2 separate regions of the Mustela erminea genome follow, and region 1 is linked to region 2. A link is a contact called in public Hi-C data. All regions are on one chromosome and are shown on one strand. The core of a region is the stretch at or near the end of the contact, and the rest is flanking DNA. Distances in the headings are between cores, read along the strand shown.

Region 1 (2,972 bases), core at 282-2,781, 79 kb after region 2:
TCCCGAGAGGTAGGCACAAGTGTTATACCCACATTTAATGAGGAAGCTGAGGCACAAAAATGTTATGTAACTTTCCCATTGTCAGAGAACAAAACAATGGTAGCATGAGGATGCACACCCCAGCAGCAGACTCCGACACCCATGCTTTCTCAAAGCAAGTTTCTGATTGCCTCTGGAGAATGGTAAGATACTCAGGTGCGTGCCCATAAACAGGAACTGTTTAGTTTAATAGTTTTCATGAGATTTCTCAGTCCATTTAAACAATCCTGTACTAATCGGTTGGTGTGACGAAAATGAACACGATCTCCATGTGCTAAGCAAACCCTAGCCACGGAGAGCACATGAATTTCCTCTGTAGGGTCACTTGGTTTACCTGCTGGGTTGATCACACACAACACTTGAGTTGGAATTACACTGAGAATTTCTGGCATGGGTGGAGCTACCTGGTGGTAGGTTTACTTAAGGGATTACATTTGATTCTTACAGTGACTTATACTGGAAGTCTCTGACAATGAGAGGAATAGCTGTTAGAAAGGAAAGGTAAAAAGAAAGCTGTCCGTCCGTGGAACAGTTTGTTACTGGTTTGTTTCAGAGCCTAGAGTTCATAAATCTTCCCCTCCTTTTGATTTCACAAAGGTCCTTCTCTTTCCAGAAAGTTCCTCTTCTCCGAGCCAAGGACTGATAAGGAATGAAGACAGAACAACAGGTGCCTTGTTGTCTCAAGTGGCTTATTGACATCGCTGAGATTTTTCAGACTGGGTAGTACCCATTCAGCTCATTATGCCCCTCACAGCAATAGTCTTCTTTGGGTAGTTTCTCCCTATGGGAAGAGAGTGAAGTAGGGTGGAGTGAGAAACATATGAGTCTCTCTCTCTCTCTTTCTCATTCTCATTCTTTTCTCATTCTCTCTATTTTCAAGTTTAATGCAGCTCAATTTATGTTCCACAAGGGAAGATCCCATTACAGGAGCTATGTAGGTGGCCACAAGATACAACTGAAAGACATAGGGGCATAAAGGCTTGTAACAGGGCACCTAGGACACCACACCCTGGGCAATGGCTCCCTGTGTTAGAACTATCTGCCAAGGACACGTGACAAATGGCACAGCCCTCACTAGGGGTCAGAAGGTCGAGATCCCAGCGTGGCTCACCCTGTAGTCTTGGGCAAGCTCCTTTTCCTGTTGAGGCTCCAATTGTCTCACTCTTATAAGGGATAAAGCTTCACCATAGGGTTAGTGGAAATTCATGAGATCTCGGGCAGGCAGACACGCTCTAGGTCACTCTAGGGGCCTGTGTCAACAATGGTTGTGGGCTGATTTTCCAGAGTTCTGGTCTTGCCTCTCACTCTCACCGGAAGCTTGTCCTTGATCCTTCCACCTCTTCCCAAGCCCAGAAGAAGTCAAGATTTGCCATTGCCTTGGGTGTGATCCCAGTCAGTCTTACTAATCAACATGACTTCCTGTTTCTCTATAGTGAGAAAAGAGGAGGGAAGCAAGGTCTGAGGGGAGTGGCCGGGGCCCCACCAAAAGAGGACCTCAGCAGGGACGAGAGCCTGCTCAAGCTGAGTCAGTCCTGTGTTTTTTTCCTGTTAAATGATTCACAGGCCAAGGCAAATCAGCCGGAGATAGGTGCAAACTCTTCTCTGTCTTTGTGAGCTTCCAGATGAGTTGGTGATTTTTGTTTTTGTTTTCCTGTCTCACTGCACTTCCCTTGGAAACAGGATTGTGCTGTTTTCATTCCAGGTTGAGGTCCCCCCCTCCCCGTCATTACAGTGTCCTGGAGTGGAGGGGTTGTCATATCCAAAAAACACTGTGCACATACATGACTTTGAAACTACTTACAGGGTTATTTGAAATGTTATTCATATTCCTTACATTTCTTGTGTTTTTTGGACTCAAGTAGATTAAATTATAAACAAAATTTCACAGCATATTATAAATAATGAAGTCTGAGTTTTGTAAAAATCAAGCTCTAGATGTGTGAATTTCCTATATGTGTCTTAAAAGGTTTATTATTGTACATACCCAAGACCTTTTTCAGTTATCTGGGTTTTTGTTTTTGTTTTTTAAGATTTTGAGAGAGAGGGGCCCCTGGGTGGCTCAGTGGGTTAAAGCCTCTGCCTTCGGCTCAGGTCATGATCCCAGGATCCTGGGATTGAGGCCCACATCCGGCTCTCTGCTCAGCGGGAAGCCTACTTCTCTTTCTCTCTCTCTGTATGCCTCTCTGCCTACTTGTGATCTCTGTCTGTCAAAACAAACAAACAAACAAACAAACAGATTTTGAGAGAGAGACAGAATGAGTAGTGGGAAGGAGCAAAAGGAGAAAGAGAGAGAAGCAGACTCCCTGCTGAGCAGGAAGCCTGATGCGGGTCTTGATCCAGGACCCAAAGATCATGACCTGGGGTGAAGGCTGACACTTAACCTTTTTTCAGTTATTTTGAATGGGAATTCCTTCTGAATATATAACAGATAAAATACTTCTCTTCATTCATTATTAAAAGTCATGGTCCTTAATCCTTTTAACACTCCCAGCCACCATTTTGTCCTCTCGTGTTTAAGTGAGGTCAAGTTTCATTGAGGCCCTTCTTCCATGTTTTGCTTAATCTCCATGAGTATCCATAGCCACAGCATCCTTTTTAGCCAAGTTATTCAGGAAGAGATGGTTTTACTTTTTGGTTAAATCTGGGTATTCCCCAGCTTAAGACACCCAGTAACTTCTGATTAGATTTAGAATATTAGTCAAACTCCTTTTCATGACCTATAGAGCCCCATATGGCCTATTCCCTGCCTTTCTTTCCAACTAATCTCCCCCTCCTCCACTGTGGCCCACACACTGGCTTTCTCTCTGTTCCTCAAAAGGGCAAGGATGTCTCAGGTTCTTTGCACTTGGCATTGCTACTTCCTAAAAGAGTCTTCCCTCATTTTCATCTGACTACCTCCTTCTCCCTATTTAGTTCTAAGGTCAAATGTCACT
Region 2 (2,702 bases), core at 25-2,524:
CCAATAGACACATGAAAAAGTGCTTCACATCACTTGGCATCAGGAAAATACAAATCAAAACCACAATGAGATATCACCTCACACCAGTCAGAATGTCTAAAATTAACAAGTCAGGAAACTGAGAAATGTTGGCAAGGATGTGGAGAAAGGGGAACCCTCCCACACTGTTGGTGGGAATGCAAGCTGGCACAGCCACTCTGGAAAACAGCATGGAGGTTCCTCAAAAAGTTGAAAATAGAGCTACCCTATGACCCAGCAATTGCACAACTGAGTATTTACCTTAAAGATACAAATGTGATCCAAAAGGACACGTGCATCTGAATGTTTATAACAGCAATGTCCATAATAGAAAAACTATGGAAAGAACCTAGATGTCCGTCAACAGATGAATGGATAAAGAAGATAGATAGATAGATAGATAATGGAATACTATGCAGTCATCAAAACCCCTGAAATCTTTCCATTTGCAATGACATGGATGGAACTAGAGGGTATTATGCTGAGCAAAATAAATCAATCAGAGAAAGATAATTAACATATGATCTCTCTGATATGAGGAATTTGAGAGGCAGTGTGGAGAGTTTTGGGGGGTAGGGAAGGAAAAATGAAACAAGATAGAGTCGGGAGGGAGACAAATCATAAGTGACTCTTAATCTCATGAAACAAACTGAGGGTTGCAGGGGTGAGGAGGTAGGGATAGGGTGGCTGAGTGATGGACACTGGGAGGGTATGTGCTATAGTGATTGCTATGAATTGTGTAAGCACGATGATTCACAGACTGGTATCCCTGGGGCAAATAATACATTATATGTTAATTTTTTAAAAAACCCACCCCCCAAAGTCAATGTAATACAATGTAGTCACTCTATTTTGTGATTTACAACAAGGTCACTCTCTTAGGTCCACCAAACACATATCATTTGTTTTGTGGGCACTCTGTACACTGTAAGAAAAAAGTCTCAGGCAGGCTTTCAAAACTGGTCTCTTAATTTCAAAATTGGGTTTTTTTTTTCTCCTTTCTAAATTTCATTTGAAATTTCATTTCATTTCAAATGCATTTCATGCATTTCATCTAATGCATTATCTACACGGCTTCTCTTTTCTCATTTTTGTTGAAACAGCTTGAGTCACTATTTGGCTTAAAATTTACAAGAGAGACGCTCTCTGCTGACCTCTATCAACTTGAGTCATTGATGTTTTCATAGCCAGAGTTTCTGAAATAGAAATGCAACCTCAGCAACCTGAGTCAGAGATCTGTTCATAGCTCCATTTTCTTACAGAAACAGAAGGACATTTTAGGGGCTTTCCCCTAGCATTACACAAGTATTTTTAAAGCATATACTATGTAAGACACGCTAGACTGAAATACAGGGTTGAGTGAGAAGTCATACCCAACACTGAGGGTTTGGGTGTCTACTCGAAAAACTGAAACACATCCATTTTATCGAACAGGTACTGTGTTAAGGCAACAAATGCTAATGAAAAACAGGTTCTGCTCCTTTGAGCAGCATGGTTGGAGGAGAAGGGAAGTAACCTAAATTTACAGGACAGTGTAGGAAATATGAAAATGGAATCAGGCATCAAGGTGATCGGGGAGTACAATGAGGATGGGGGTGGGGAGGGAGAGAGGTCAGTTGGAGGGCTGCTTGAGCTAAATCTTAAAGGATGAGATAGGAATGAGAAGTTGACCAAATAGAGTGATCGGGAATTAATCAGGTTTTTAAATAGGAGAGAAGTAATTCCGAAAGTATAAACAGCACAGAAATGAGTCTTGAATGAAATAGCCAGGTATCTGGAAGACAGAGTTCTGATAAAAGCCACTGAAAAGGTCTACTAGACCTGTAGCTTGCTGATGATGAACTTTCAAGGATCTCCAGAGATCCAGGGGACTCTAGACCCCACTGATCACAGCAGCAAGTTCAATAACACGCCCCCCATGTATTTCCCCTCCTTCCCCGTCTCACTCTCCCACTCTCTCTTGAAATCACTCCCTAATAAATTACTTACAAACAAATCGTGGTTTCAAGCTCTGCTTTCTGGGAAAACAACCCAAGACAAAATGATTCCTATTTAAACTGTTGTGTGAGCAATCTTAAGGTCAATACCAAATTTTACAAATACCTTAATACTTCCCATAATATTTCACTGGTAGGTAAGTCTTAGTCACATGCAGAGTAAAGACTATGGAATTCTGCATTATTTACTGACTAAAGAACAGACTTGTATTTTGGAATTAGTTCTCAACCCACAAGCTGAGGACATGAAAAATCTGTTCATTAGACAGAACTATCTGTTGTGATGGGAATTTGTCCCAGTGGGATTTGAGCTATTATAAGCCTACATACATGATGCCTAAGAAACATACATTGAAATGCCTGTTTTAAGGAGGGAGAAATTATTTTTCTGAATGGTAGGAAAATAAAGATTCTTCTTAGGAACCAATTTTTGTTCATTTCAAACTATCAATAGCCAAAAATAATCTCTGAGGCAAAGGGGATTCCCCAGAAGGCTACTGAACAAAACAAAAGCTTTGTCAAGGGAAATGTTGGGTGTGTTAGTGTGTGGAAATGATCCGGGAACTTTTTTTATTAGCAGAATTGGTTTCAGTAATTCAGTAATGAGTGCTCTGCACGAACGGGATACCTCGCTAAGTACAGGAAAGAAACAAAACAGGCATCTTCTTCTTTCAACTGAGCATATAT

Evidence for each region. Hi-C and Micro-C count contacts between places; a contact is called where the count stands out from the background.
Region 1: a Hi-C map of fibroblasts shows a contact between it and region 2, with 2.3 times the contacts expected there. The contact joins two enhancer-like sites. A contact is called at or near these places in 2 of 3 Hi-C or Micro-C datasets (fibroblasts and spleen).

What each region holds. Positions count from the first base shown.
Region 1 is chr12:46,854,645-46,857,616 of mMusErm1.Pri, forward strand. LOC116571073 (a long non-coding RNA gene) reads right to left here. Exons shown (of 6, transcript XR_004277693.1): 6 at 1-803. Among named protein-coding and RNA genes, the nearest start is that of CDKN2B, 91 kb to the right of the region's middle. Within about 2 kb of position 1,532, the one cell type or tissue checked has open chromatin away from gene starts, as enhancers often do. A contact at or near this core is called in fibroblasts, where this site is marked.
Region 2 is chr12:46,775,592-46,778,293 of mMusErm1.Pri, forward strand. No RefSeq gene overlaps it. Among named protein-coding and RNA genes, the nearest start is that of DMRTA1, 150 kb to the left of the region's middle. Within about 2 kb of position 1,275, the one cell type or tissue checked has open chromatin away from gene starts, as enhancers often do. A contact at or near this core is called in fibroblasts, where this site is marked.